Regions from separate parts of the Triticum aestivum genome. Here region 2 is linked to region 1. A link is a contact called in public Hi-C data. All regions are on one chromosome and are shown on one strand. The core of a region is the stretch at or near the end of the contact, and the rest is flanking DNA. Distances in the headings are between cores, read along the strand shown.

Region 1 (3,444 bases), core at 326-2,825:
TAATTTGTTGTCTGAACTATGATTCACTGTGTGGAGTTATTACGAACAAAACAAAAAAAAAATCAAGTTCAATAACTCGTTCAAGATTTTCGTATTGATGATATATCATTGTCGGAGTTGCTGTAAGCCACAGAAGAAAATAAAGTGGGTCCTCAAAGTAGTTGAGCATCTCATTAATTGTGCAAAGCTAGAGGACATCAAGTCTCTGTTGGAGCAGGTTGAACAAGAGGGCATGGAAAAGACTAGAGAAAGAGAGAAGATAATACAGATGACTCTTCCTCCTCTTTGCCCATTTATGAGTAATTTACAGTTCTCCTTAATTTAGCCAGAAAGAAGATAAGTAATTTCAGCAAAACTTGCAGGGCAGCCCTGGCATGATTTTTTGCAAGGCAAATAACAAACTTATCAAAACAAATTTCTTGTGTGTATTATTCTCCCACAGTTCTTTCCCCCTCTTTTCTGTCCGCCCAATCGTGAAGCGTGCCATGACCACCAGAAAGCAATAATTGATTCATGCGTGGAAACAGGGTGGTAAATTTTGTACCGCGGCTTTTTGGAAGAGATTCCCCCCGGACCCCCCTATTTAGAGTTACATGACATGATATTTAGGCAACACCTTCTCAGCACCATACGAATTCTACGTCCCCAAACACAAAAACAACAGACTTCGCTTTCACCTACGGGTGAAAACATGCAAAAAAGGAGATTGCAACCAATCACAATTATTCCCTGCATGCATCTGTCCCAGATCAAGAGCCGTCACATGAATTGCGTGCACCTACCCTAGATGAAAAGCCGTTACATGACCTTTTTTAACGAAAAAGGTGGCTAGGAATCGAGGACAGCATGACAGAGCAGTTGCCTTCCTGAACTGAAACGAGAGGTGTTTTGTTCTTAGATTGTCTACTTGATCCTTCGGAACATTCATGGTGGAATTTTGATCCCTGCGCTGTCGAATACCAGTTCAATCTCGTGTTCTCCTTTGAGTACAAATTCGGTCTTCGTTCTTGCAAGGAACGAGAACCACAAGTTTTTTCCAGTCTAAAAGAAACAGGAGCTCCCTGCCTAACCAGAGGAACGCAAGGACGGAGAAGTAAGCAAAAGAAAAACATGTCACCTTTCCGAGCGTGTAGGCGAGGGCAGATCCGGCGACCCCGGCTCCGACGATGATGACGTCCGTCGGGCCGTCCACGGCCGCGCTCCCTGCGCCGTCAGCGACCGCGCAGCCGTCCTCCGGCGCGGGGATCCCTTCGACCGGAGCCCCACGGCGGCGGCGCTGGCGCTGGCGCCCCAGCGCGGCGGCGACGAGGGCCGCCGCGAGGAGCGTGGCCGCGGCGGCGCCAACGAGCTGCCAGACCTCGGCGGCCGCAGCCATGCCGCAATGGGGGCCTGCTCCTGGGGTCGTCGTTCCTCGGGGGTTTCTCAACGCGGTGCGTTGGTTGGGTCTGCGTGTGGGCTCTCTCGGGCGAGGGGAGAGAGGGTGATGCGTGCGGGGAGGAGACGAGCGGGGGAGAGTGCCGGGCGATGGGATTGGGACGAGAGACGAGACGAGACGAGAGAGAGAGGCGGCCGCTAGGAGTTGGAGATTGTTCCGTTTTTTATGGGGCGGAGGGGGGAGGGAGATCGCTCTCTCCGCCCTGTCTGTCCGTGTAGCTGGCTGTCTCTTCGCTGCATTTTTCTGGTGTTTTCTCTTGGAATATGTTCGTTTTCTTGTCTAGAGAAAACTATTTTTTTGTTGCATTTGTTCGGCGATCCGTTTGTACTTTATTTTGCAATATAATTATATTATATTACTCCCTCAGTAAACTAATATAAAAGCGTTTAGATCATTACTTTATAGAAGGAGTAGTAGTTAGTACAGTATTATAATAGTAACACATGAGGACGAAAACGACGCCACGATCCGTATCATGGGTCCATATGTGGGTATGCTTAGCAGCTGGCCTGACTTGAATACATACATAAAGAACCATGCATATCTCAAATTTTGAACGAAGAAGAATTGTAGGTACACTGCTTTCCAAGCATTTTAAAGAAGGAAGAAGATGCTCGATGTAGGTTGCTGAGTAGGAGTGTCACCCAGCACTCCTAATACATGTACTACTACGCTACGCTGAAACATCGTTGACGAGTGAAACGTGCACACATAACCCGACCCGGCCCACCGGACTATAGTAGAAGAAGAAACAATGGCGGATCCCGTGGGAATATTGGATGCCCGAGGGAGAAGACACGCTGTCACGCGAATCGGTCCAGAAACGCTCCACCACAGCTCTGACGTGCGTCCGTGGCTGGCACCGTGCCAGTTCACGTGCCGTCAGCGGTGGGGTCGCAGCACAAGCATCTCGCCTGACGGGTTTCGTGCTGTCGGTTTTCCCGCGGGCGCAATATCAGCTCCGCGTCATGGGAGCACGGGACGCAGATTCTCGTCCACGGTATCACGCCATCTTTAAACCGGACACTTAAACCTCCACTGCATATGCATGTGGAGACCAGGGTTCAGACATAAAAATGAACATATACCGAAGGCATTTGTGGGTCAGCTTTGAAGATGCCCTCATACGGGAGTGCGTCCGTCCTTCCACTCAAACATATAAAATTTGATGATGTCAAAATTATTATAGTGTTGAAGAGAGAAGGGGGTTTTAGCCATGGGACTGCTCTGCTCTAACAGATGATGAAAAACTGGTGTCAAAAAATTAGAAAGCAATTGAAATATGAGATTCAGCGGTTGGGAGACCGGGAGGCGGATTTGACAATCGTCGACAACCGAGCATGATTTCAGTCGCTGGGGCCAAGGAGATCATCGGGCCACTTAGGACAGGACTCACAAGTGACTGGGAGGCGGGGGTGTGGCCAACTCTGCCGGCGGCACACGACCCGAGCACCGAGAGCTCCGTACGATGCCAACAGCTCAACCGAGGTCGGGCGGTCAACAGGAGGGCACCCGACCACTAATTGACATCGGAGACCAACGGTGGCGCAATGACGACCATCTCGGGCGGTGGAGGGGGCGGAGGAAGGGTTGAAATCAGCGGCAATGTTTCGAGCTTCTGCGCGATTGTCTTTGCTGACTTGAACAAGCGATGGGGTGGCGGCGGGGCTGGGGGGAGGTCGCCAGAGTGGCGGCGATGGCAACCGGTGCCGAGAATGAGCCGGAATGGGGCAACGGTCGGGTGGCACGAAAGTTTCAGCATGACGGTTGGGTTTCCGTCACAACATTTCAATTTTTTGGCAGCCGCTAGGGATGCTGCAATTTTGCAGTATTTAGGGCGATAATTTGGGGCTGCCCAAAAATAATCATCACCTGATAGACATACATCATGTGTTGGAGCTAGTTTTTGGTCCCAAAGTGCCCCAGATGATAGATTTTAGGCACTACATCTGTTTTTCATTATCTGTAGGAGATGCTCTCAGGAATTGGAGCGGATTAAATCTTTTGAG
Region 2 (3,444 bases), core at 639-3,138, 370 kb after region 1:
ATTTTTAGAAGGGCTCTTCAGGAAGTCCATAATCGCGCCCTGGTTTACATCCCACCGATGTTGACCATTGGAGGATGTGAGATCCAACGGCAGAAATTACATTGCAGCATGGGAGCATTTAACCTCCCCTATCACTTGATATGTTCCGAAGTTTGAGTACAAAAGTCATCTTTGACTCGTCTCGTGTCGCTCAAACTCCTGAGAATCAACGAAGTCTCATAGTCCTGACACAACTCTGACTCGAAAAAACAGAAGGGTATAGTCTACGGATTGTATTAGCAGGAGTGAGAGGGTGCTTGGATACAAGGGACTATTTTTAGTCTGACTAAAAATAGTCTCTTTTAGAGGCTAAAGTTTCAAGCACCCCTGACTAAAGAGAGGCTAGGACTAGTCTTGAGGCTAAAATCTTTTAGTCATGGGAAACCTACTAAAATATGTATTAGCTCTCTCTCTCCTCATTTAATTCCTCTCCTTAGTTCTGGATTGGAGGGTTTGGAGGATAATAAATGCTCAATAACTAGATTTTAGTCTCTTTAGTATTTGGATCCAAGCATGGGTGAGACTAGCAAGTTTTAGTCCCACTACTTTTAGTCATGGGACTAAAACGTATCCAAGCATGCTCTGAGTTGTTCGAGCCAGTCCACGGCTGCTCGCAAGTGGCGACTGTTCTTAAGTTATGTTTGCTGTTTCAAAAAAAAAAGAAACTGTTTCAAAATAATTTATGTTTGAAAAACCAAGTAGCAGCCGGCTGCTTCGTTTTTGCCGTGCGAGATCGGTGGTTTGGGCCTTTGGGGTGAGCGGAGCTGTGGTCTGGTTGACCGCTCGCTCCAGTCATACGCCGTTAGCTCACGTAGGGGTAAGAAAAATAATCGTTTGTTTGCATCATTCCTAGATTTTCAAATCCCAACCATGTACGCGGTACCACGAATACTCATGGCATGGACCAACATACTGATGGCGTTGGTCGTTTGGTTTGTGAGGCACGCAATTTCCTCCGTCACAAAAAAATAAAAAGAGGCACGCATTTTCTTGGGTAAATGTCATGGCATGTAGTAGCACTCCACAAAGGGCTTGAGTTTGATGTGTTGTCTGTTTCTGCAAGTCTCCAAATAGGTAGTGCCTTCATGAACTTTCCCTACTTGTTATCGATAACTATCGAATGGTGGCGTAGGCTCTACTGTTTATCAGTTCATCCTAAACTAGAGAAAGCACTCCCGATCTACATCTTAATCTACTAACATATCACACCACGAAATGCGGTCCAAGCTACTACAGTTCAGTCTGGCTACTTTTGAAAATTAAGAAAGAGTTCGTCAGCATGTGCGCTCCTGGCCAAAATGATAGGGCTCTTGAACTAGTTCGTGTCCACCCCTAAGACCAGTGCCGTACCAGTGTAGTACCGCGCCTAGCGACCAGCAGTGCTCCAAAGAAAAATGCCGCCTCAATCATCCGTCGACCGGTCGACGAAACAGCAGCAGCCCCATGCCTAACCAGTGGTGATCGCTAGTGCTAACTGCCAGCAGCATTTTTTCCCGAATGATTTGCCTTAGCGTGTTAACTGCCAGCAGCTTGGGAATTATACGAGCGGACCACCGAAATCGGGCCACGAGGAAATTGTTGTTCTGGGTCAGATTCGGCGTAAATGCGACCCAACTGTGTGATTGAAATGTTTGTCGCCGGATCAGCCAAAACGATCAAAGATTAAGCGTCGGTCAACCGCAACAAGATATGGCTGGTAGAGAAAGGTGTACGTGCAACACGAGACCTCCACCAGTGGCCGTGCCGCGAGTCATGTGGCGCAGCAGCGTTGCAGGCTTTCTGCGTCGTGGACGGACGCGCACCTCCCACTCCCACATTTCCGGGGCGGCCGGGCACGTCGCTCTTGCTCATAAAGGCGCATGGGTCCGGAGAAGATCGGGGCGGCGTGCGGCGCCGTCCGATGCGCATCTGACGGTCGAGTATGGGTCGTCAGGGATTCGGCATGAATACGCCGATGGCGACGGGTAACTGGCTGACGGGGTAGCTAGCATGGTTGTACACACGACGGAGTATGAGAGACATATTGTCCCTGCTAAGCAAGATTTGGGACACTTGTAGTACAAGTGATCGGCAGTAGGCAGTAGCTAGTCGGCACGCGTGATAATAATGACAAAAAGGTGTCAAACTGGCTAAATACTGTGAAATGATGGAGAACTAGGGCAGGGTCGAAATGCCCTTCCTAAGTCTTAGCCTAACTCGCCGTTCTCAGAATCTTCTGAATCGGGATCCGTGGTTGTGTCTGTTGGCGTGGCTGAAATGAACGAAAAGCGTGACGATTCAAATCGATTGATGATATATGGCATGATCTATTCTGATAGATTGATAGGTTTTCCATCAATAATAAGGGTTTGGTGTAATACTACACCTCAGTGCCCCTGACCTGAGTGACGACTACTGTCTTGGATTTCCGCTGTCTCTGGCCTTCTTCCTTTTTAGAAGTAAACAGACCAAATGCTAGCGAGAGCCAAAGGAGGAATCTCAAACTCAAAGCATCAGGTAACACGAAGCAGTTGAGCAAATGATCAGGCGAGAGTAGCAAACAAAGAATCTAAACGAACGACCAAAAGCAGCAAGACTGAGACATACTCCCTCTGTAAACCAATGGAGATCAAAAGACAGTTGCCCGGCAAGATTTTGACGTCCACTGCAGAAGCGGGACTACTACTCTGTCAAGCTAGTTCATGGCATCACAGGAGAAAATACTAGCTTTGGATATTCAGTACCACTCCATATATCAAAATGAAACAGAATTACACTGTACTGACCATAGGCATTTCGCACCACCTTTCATACTACAACAAATACGAGATCGGCCCGGCCAGTATGGGGCCAGGCCAGATATAAAACCCAATTAGTCGCCGGTATTTTTTACCATCATGTTGAAGAGAACCACTTATTTGTATAGACTACAGGGGGGTTCCTTCGATTCTCCAGCAGCAATTTATAGCAACAACAAACATCAGCATTTTGTGCACAGCTGGGAGCATCCATGCTATCTCAACAGTGGCCCTGGATAATTCATGGGCCCTTTGAATCAGAGTATGTTGCCAGCAAGGAAAGCAAACGATCAACCAGCGGGCTGTACTCTGCTCCACCGGCTGTCGTCGTCCTTGAGCTGTTGAATATAGCTGTATCGGTTTTCTCTGATGTAAGTTACTCCAGACCATATCCCTCGAACAAGAAGGATGCTTATAAACACCATGCTTCCAAATGTGCAGACCACCTGCACAGAAAATACAAACAAGTTACTGAAAGAAAAGACTAAAAGTTGAGTTTTCCACAAGCATCAATGCAACGTTTCAGACAAACTGTAAATTCATCGTTCTGATAAATCTCAACGATGGACTTTGCCGTGTCCCCCTGAAATGCAAAGTATGTAAGTTAAAGCTTTGAGAGGTACTCCCT

What was found. Hi-C and Micro-C count contacts between places; a contact is called where the count stands out from the background.
Region 2: a Hi-C map of leaf shows a contact between it and region 1, with 8 times the contacts expected there. The contact joins the enhancer-like site here to the promoter of LOC123092891 in region 1. A contact is called at or near these places in 3 of 5 Hi-C or Micro-C datasets (all in leaf) and 1 of 1 datasets of contacts at active chromatin or transcription factors (leaf).

Annotation. Positions count from the first base shown.
Region 1 is chr4B:490,978,034-490,981,477 of IWGSC CS RefSeq v2.1, forward strand. It overlaps LOC123092891 (squalene monooxygenase SE1), which reads right to left and starts at 1,576. Exons shown (of 8, transcript XM_044514739.1): 1 at 1,118-1,576. The coding sequence starts at 1,375.
Region 2 is chr4B:491,344,808-491,348,251 of IWGSC CS RefSeq v2.1, forward strand. LOC123092892 (protein SHORT HYPOCOTYL IN WHITE LIGHT 1) reads right to left here. Exons shown (of 3, transcript XR_006444922.1): 3 at 2,747-3,262. Among protein-coding and RNA genes, the nearest start is that of LOC123092892, 6.0 kb to the right of the region's middle. Within about 2 kb of position 1,889, at least 4 of the 8 cell types and tissues checked have an H3K27ac peak or open chromatin away from gene starts, as enhancers often do. A contact at or near this core is called in leaf, where this site is marked.